2 separate regions of the Mus musculus genome follow, and region 1 is linked to region 2. Evidence: chromatin contacts called from public promoter capture Hi-C data. All regions are on one chromosome and are shown on one strand. The core of a region is the stretch at or near the end of the contact, and the rest is flanking DNA. Distances in the headings are between cores, read along the strand shown. Region 1 overlaps Nudt3 (nudix (nucleotide diphosphate linked moiety X)-type motif 3). Region 2 holds the start of Syngap1 (synaptic Ras GTPase activating protein 1 homolog (rat)).

Evidence for each region. Promoter capture Hi-C pulls out the DNA fragments that hold promoters and counts their contacts.
Region 1: a promoter capture Hi-C map of the HPC-7 cell line shows a contact between it and region 2, with 2.4 times the contacts expected there. The contact joins the enhancer-like site here to the promoter of Syngap1 in region 2. A contact is called at or near these places in 6 of 39 promoter capture datasets (the HPC-7 cell line, embryonic stem cells, frontonasal cranial neural crest and 2 more).

What each region holds. Positions count from the first base shown.
Region 1 is chr17:27,587,032-27,590,159 of GRCm38.p6, reverse strand. The region is part of intron 2 of Nudt3 (nudix (nucleotide diphosphate linked moiety X)-type motif 3); the gene reads left to right. Among named protein-coding and RNA genes, the nearest start is that of AI413582, 23 kb to the right of the region's middle. Within about 2 kb of position 1,664, at least 78 of the 459 cell types and tissues checked have an H3K27ac peak or open chromatin away from gene starts, as enhancers often do. A contact at or near this core is called in the HPC-7 cell line and liver, where this site is marked.
Region 2 is chr17:26,939,304-26,942,519 of GRCm38.p6, reverse strand. Syngap1 (synaptic Ras GTPase activating protein 1 homolog (rat)) reads right to left here and starts at 1,270. Exons shown (of 19, transcript NM_001281491.2): 1 at 1,002-1,270. The coding sequence starts at 1,068. It overlaps Cuta (cutA divalent cation tolerance homolog), which reads left to right and starts at 2,982. Exons shown (of 7, transcript NM_026307.3): 1 at 2,982-3,069; 2 at 3,152-3,203. The coding sequence starts at 3,162.

The DNA of each region.
Region 1 (3,128 bases), core at 415-2,914, 650 kb before region 2:
CTGAGGGGGTCAGTCAGCAGAGAGCACTGAGGGGGGGGTCAGTCAGCAGAGAGCACTGGGGGGGGGGTCAGTCAGCAGTGAGCACTGATTTTGGAGGAGGAGCAAAAGTGAGGTGTGTGAGTTGTGCCTTTGGGTAGCAGATTTCCTGAAGCTGACACGACTGTGGCTCACTTGTGGAGGTATCTTTGGTGCCTCCCTCTCCAACTTAGAGATAGCACACTATAGGCTTTGAAGCTGTGATCCTCCGTCCTTTGGGAGGCTAGGAACAGCACCGTCACATACCTTCAGGGTTCCAGGAAGAAAACAACAGAGTGCTTGAGGCTGCATTTTGAAAGCACTGTGGCATGCAGTCCACAGTCTGTCTGCCTGAGTAAGTCATGGGGCGGACAGATCCGGGAAAGAAGAGTCTCTCCAGGTCAGGCGCGGCATCCTGCGTACAGCATCCTGAATACTGCATACTGCATACAGTATGTCAGGCAGAGGGTGTGGGCCGGGGAGGCAGAAGCCGATCTGCAGCTGCTCTGCTGAGGCAGGTGAGTGATAGCTTTCAAAATGACGAGGGCTCCCTGCCATGATGCAGAAGTCTGACTTTCAGCCCTGTAGAAACTCCATAACCATGTGGACAGGGGGGGCTTTTAGAGTTTATTATTGTTAATTTTTATGTATATGTTTTCCCACTTGTACATAAGTGCATCACATTTGTGAAATATATGTAAAGGCCAGAGTGGGTGTTGGGTCCCCTTGAAACTGGAGTTATTGCTGGCTGTGAACCACTCTGTGGGTGCTAGGAATCAAATCTGGGTCCTCTGCAAGAGCAGCCAGTGCTAAGCCATCATCCCTCCAACACCATCCAGCATCTTTATAATGGGGCTGAGCAGACAGTGGTAGTTTCCCAACCTTAGAGTGAATTACTTAGGTCTATGTACATCAGCATAGGGGGTCTCTCCTGTGAGTGGGTCACCCAAGGTGGAGTCCTTTGGTTTAGGGGTTTGGTTTGGTTTTGATATTTTGTCCTTTTATAGAGAACCTATAGAAAATGCCATGTCCTGTTGATAGCAGGTGTCGGCCTGAACATGGAGAGGCATTGGCCCTCTAAGGAAGAGGTACTCACAGCTGAGGAGCAGGGGCTCCAGAGGCCCCGTGTTCACTTGTCTTTTAACACTACTGCTAATATTATTTCCAGGACCAGCAAGATGGCTTCATGCATAAAGGCCACCTGCCACCAACTCTGATACCCTGTGCCACCAACTCTGACACCCTGTGTTCAGTCCCTCTGTTATATGTGGTGGAAGAAGAAACCTGTTCCCAAAAGTTGTCCTCTGACCTCCACACATGCTGAAATAAGTCTGGCTAACTCTCCAGCCCGCTTTTCCTTTGTTGTTTAACATATTTCATTTAAAGGGAGACCTTGGTGGGCCCTCTGCTGGGCTCCTGTGTCGGGACAAGCAGGCCACACACTGTTGCTGGGTAGCCTCCTGCAGGTACTTGCAATAGAGTTGCCGCCCCCAGGGCTTCCTTTTGGGGCTGAGCTTTCTGCCTTCCACAGGGAGCTTCAATACACTGCTCTCTCCGTGTTGCCCGTTTTTGTCATAGAGTACTTGTGTTCCTTAGAGAACTGTCTTTTGACTTAAAGAAGGAAGTAGCAGGAAGCTTCGGCCACAGATAAGAGTTTCTTACCAGTGCCTGAGCGGTTCTCCCCCATTAGTCCACAGTTGGTTACTTAGCGTTGACAGTGTGGGCTGTGGCTTTAGGTTGACATCTTGCTGAGGTTTTGGCCTTCACTTTAGGGTCACAAGATAACTGCAGTTGCTCCAGGTTTCAGGTCCCCGCCTGACGTGCAAGAAGTGTAGTGTTTCTTTTTGTACAGTCTCTCTATTGTGGGAAATCTTTCCCACAGTCCCCAGGAGACATCCTCCTAGGCGCTATTGACCTCAAATGGACCCTGCAGCGCCCCTTACCCCATGCTCGCTGTGTGCCACGCTCGAGTGAACCACATCGGAACTGAACAGAATCCGGGTGCCCTGGCAGTGAGGTTTGTGCCCACGGTGAAGTAGCATCTGTGCCTATGACACCTGAGTGCTGAAGCAGGGCTCCTTGTGGTAAGAGGTCTGTGGGGTCCTTCCTGCTAGTGCTTGGCCCAGTGTGCCCTCGGGGGAGGCTGGCCCAGCCTTTCAGACACAGGGTTTGAACATTTTTTTCATATGGGCACAGAACATCCTCAAGGAAAAAGAGACAGTTTCCCCCCCTTTATAAAGGTTTGTAAGCTAGTTATGGGTGGTGTAGCCTTTGACCCCAGCACTGAGAGGCAGGGGCAAGAGGATCTCTTAGTTCAAGGCCAGCCCAGTTAACATAGCAAGTTTCAAGACAGCCAAGATTACATAGAAAGATCCTGCCTCAAACAAACAAACGGAAACAACAGTAATAACAATAAATTTAAAAGGCAGGGTTTTTGTTAACTAGGTAGAAGAGGCACAGAGTACTCCCTGGGGCTTGTGCTTGGCTGCTTTTGCACGATTGAGAACTGAACTGTGGGCCTGCCTGCCACAAGCTGGACCAGCAGTGTCCCCAGCCCCGGGCACCCCCGCTGCAGAGGTCGAGGGTACCGAAGGGCAAAGTCTTACTGGCGCTAAGTGAAGACTCCTGCTGGGTTAGGGCTTGACATGGAGATGACTAAACAAGTCCGCACCAGTGCTGACGGCTGAACTTCCACATGTCCAAGTCAGATGTCTGAGCCCGGTGCTGTCAGATACTGAACTGGCGCCTGTCCCGACCTGCTTTTGCAGTCATGTGGGTGGTAAAAATACCCAACTTTACACTGCTGGCAGTATTTGAGACTGAAGAGTTGAGAGCCATGAAAACATGAGGTGGTTTTAAAAGAGCCACCCAGAGGTCTCACCGTGAAGACCTTCCCCCGTTGGCCTCAGGCTGGCTGCAGCCTCTCTATTTGAACCGTTGTGTGTGGTGCTGCGATCACACTAACATACAGCGCTGCACCCTCAGTCCTGAAATCCTCTTTTCTGTTTTCCTCTTGTCGATTTTTGTGGCAGGGCGACCCAGGTTGTCTGAAAGCCCGTGACAGCCTCCCTGCCTCAGTCTCCTGTGCTAGCGCTGCAGGCACGAGTCTCTCT
Region 2 (3,216 bases), core at 21-2,520:
GAGGGAGTGAGAGAGACCTGTCAGGGGATCTGAGACACGGGGCCCAGGAGCAGCAGTGGTGTATTAAGGTAGTTATTAGAAGAGAGGGAGGGAAAGAGAAGAGATATGAGATAGGGACCAATACAGGGGAAGAACAGAAGGGGGACTCATATAAGAAACGGACACCATATGGGGGGAAAGATATAAGTGATGGACAGCAGAGGCAGGGAGGGGGACTGGAAAGAAGAGGTGGGGTGGGGGAAGGGGTCAAAGCGATTAAGAAAGCAAATGAGACTCAGGGATTGCATCTCACTTCTCCAGAGTCCTAATGAGGGCCAGTTACCCTCAGGATTTTTATCTGGCCCTTGTCCCCACCCCTCAATCTTACTTGCATCCCCCCCCCCAAACCAAAAAAAAAAAAACCACTTGATCCTCCCCCTTCTCTGGTGTCCCCTCCCCCAATCCTTTTTCTCTCTCCTCTCTTCCCTCCATCTGGACCCCCCACACCCCCCCACTGCCACCTTCTTTCTCCATCTGGCCCCTTCCCTCCCTCCATCCTCCTCTCTTTTCCTAAGTCCTACCACCCTGAGCCCCTCACCAAATTCCCTTCCCACCTTCTTGGTCTCTCATGCCGCCTGTGTTTTCATTTCCCCCCTACCCTCTCCCAAGACCATGCCTCTACTTCCTTGGTAATTTCTTCCTCACTCTGCTCCCAAATCCAAACCATTTCTGCAGCCTTTCCCCAAACTCAGTCCTCCCTTCTCATCCCTTTCTGACGCGCTTTCCCCTCCATCATCTTCCCCTCAGCCCCCTTGAAAAGGCCCGTGTCCCAGCCCCTCTATCCTACCCCTATGCCTCTAATCCCTCCTTTCCCACTGTTCCCACCTCTGCCTTCCCGACCCTCCCCTCTCCCTCCATTTCAGCCGCTCCTTCCCCTCGGTGGCCCCGGCCCTCCCCCGCCCGCTGCCCCTCCCCCTCTTGCCCCCCCATTTGGCCCTCCCCTCCCCTTACCACCACCGTACCTCTGAAGGGGGCATAGGACATCGCGGGGATGCTCCCCCGATGGATGGAGGCTCGAGACCTGCTCATCAGGCCTGAGGGGGAGGGGGCGGGGGGACGGGGGGAGAAAAAGAAGAGAGAAAGAGGGGGAGAGAAAGGGGGAGAAGGAGGAGGTGGAGGAGGAGGAGGAGGAGGAGAGAGGAGGAGAGAGGAGCGGAGAGGAGCAGAGAGGAGGAGAGAGGAGGAGGAGGAGGAGAATAAGAGCCAACGGCAGCAGCGGCAGCAGAGAGAGGGGGGGCGGGGGAAGCGAGCTAGAGAAGAGAGAGCAGGAGGAGGAGGGAGAGACTGCAGCCCCCACCCCTACCCAGGGAGACCCGGAAAAGGAGAGAACGAGGGACCCCTGACTCATACACACCAGGGAAGTCCCGTAGAAGCTGACCCAAGACCCTCAGACAGACCCCAGACCCAGAGAAAGATACTCACCACCTCACCCCCCCCCCACCTCCATACTCAACAAATTGGGTCTCACAGATCCAAATCTAGAAGGAAAGAGACCTCTGAGCTCAGACCCCACCCCCTAAATTAAAGAAAGGAGTCAGGGACCAGAATATGAGACTCTAGTGTCAGCAAGGTTCTCCAGACCCATGTTAATCTTATTCGAACCCTGGACTTGTAGTTTGGGAGACCCAAAACAGAGACCTAGACCCAAAGAAAAAGATGAAGCCAATATTAGAAAGTGCCCCAGGCCAGAATTAAATTTTAGAATCTAGCTAGAGGTAAGAAACCCCACATTCGTATCTCAAAGAAACTGCAAACTTGGGGATGAAGGAGGAGACATTCGGCTGACCCAAAGATGAAGATGACCACATAGAGATCTAAAATACATTACATCTGAAAGATGTGAGTTAGTGACCGATTGCGAGGTTCAATTTCCTGAAACAACTCCCCAGGTAACCCAGACCCTAGGAAGGGCCCAAATATTGGACCCCCACCCCCACAGGACCCAAATATTGGACCCCCAACCCCTCACCTACACACACAAGGATCTCTGAGAACCCCCCCCCCAACTCAAGAAAATGCAGAAGCCTAACAGGAGCCACCCATGCCAAGGACCCCAGACCTTGGAGGGAGGGCTAATATTTGGGCGGCAGGGCCCTTTTTCCTGCTGTCTCCACCCTCTTCTCTGTCCTCTCACTGGTCCCCTCTCCATTTTTGGGTCACTGGATGTGTTTAGGCTCCAGGGAGGTTATGTAGGGCAGGTCCTGGTTCCTTGGGGGAATGGATGAAGGTAAGGAGACCCAAGACCGAGAGGTGGGCCAGTCCTGGGGAGAAGAGTCAGCAAGGGGGAAAGAACAGGGTCACACTCTGAACTCTAACTTGCAACTCTCATTTCTCCTCTCCACTCATTTGTCAGCCTCTGTCCGAAGCTTTGGGCTCTGGGTATCTTCCATCACCCACTAGCCCATTTACAGGTGTCACCCAGTGCTTTGAAAAGGTGTCTTTCCTCTCCCAGCCACGGCAGTGCCAGGTCTGAGCCTGCCTGATCACTGCCCCCTACCCAGGGACAGCTGGCTTCTCAGCTCGGTGCTAACGCAAGGGCGGTGGCGGGGGGTGGGGGGAACTGTCCCCACCCAAGGCTGCCTGTCAGCGCGGGGAGGGAGGGGGGCTGTTACTAGGCACACTCCGGAGCTCAGGACAACTCCCCGGCCCCAGCCTGACGCAGCGACAGCGCGGGTCGCCAGGTCTCACGTCACGTGGACCGCGAGGCCGGCCAGCAATTGGCCTCCGCTCGCTGCTCCTGAGGCGGCGCCGCCTGAAAGGACAGGCCTCATCACGTGACGGCGGGTCGCCGCAGCGGCGTTCCCCTGCCAGCAACCGGTTGAGGATTCACGGAAATGGGCGGGCCGCTGGGGCGCACGACCTCAGATAAAGCTGCCGATTGGTCGGAGGGCTCGACGCCACGCCCACTTAAGAGGGCGGGGCTACCGGGCCACTTGAGGGCCGGGATTGGCCAGGTCTGGAGACTCCGGGAAGGCAGGGCTGCTCCTGTCACGTGGTGCACACTGTTTTCGCGTCACGTGGCTACTGCAGGTAAGAGGCGGCCGCTCCGCCGGGGCTCGGGGTCCTTCGTCCGTGCAATGAGCGGCCATTGATTTCTTCTTTTCTCTACCAGCGCGGGCTGCATGAACTGGGGGCGGGCGCCCGGCGTCTTGCTCGGCGGAGGGGTGAGTCTGGCCC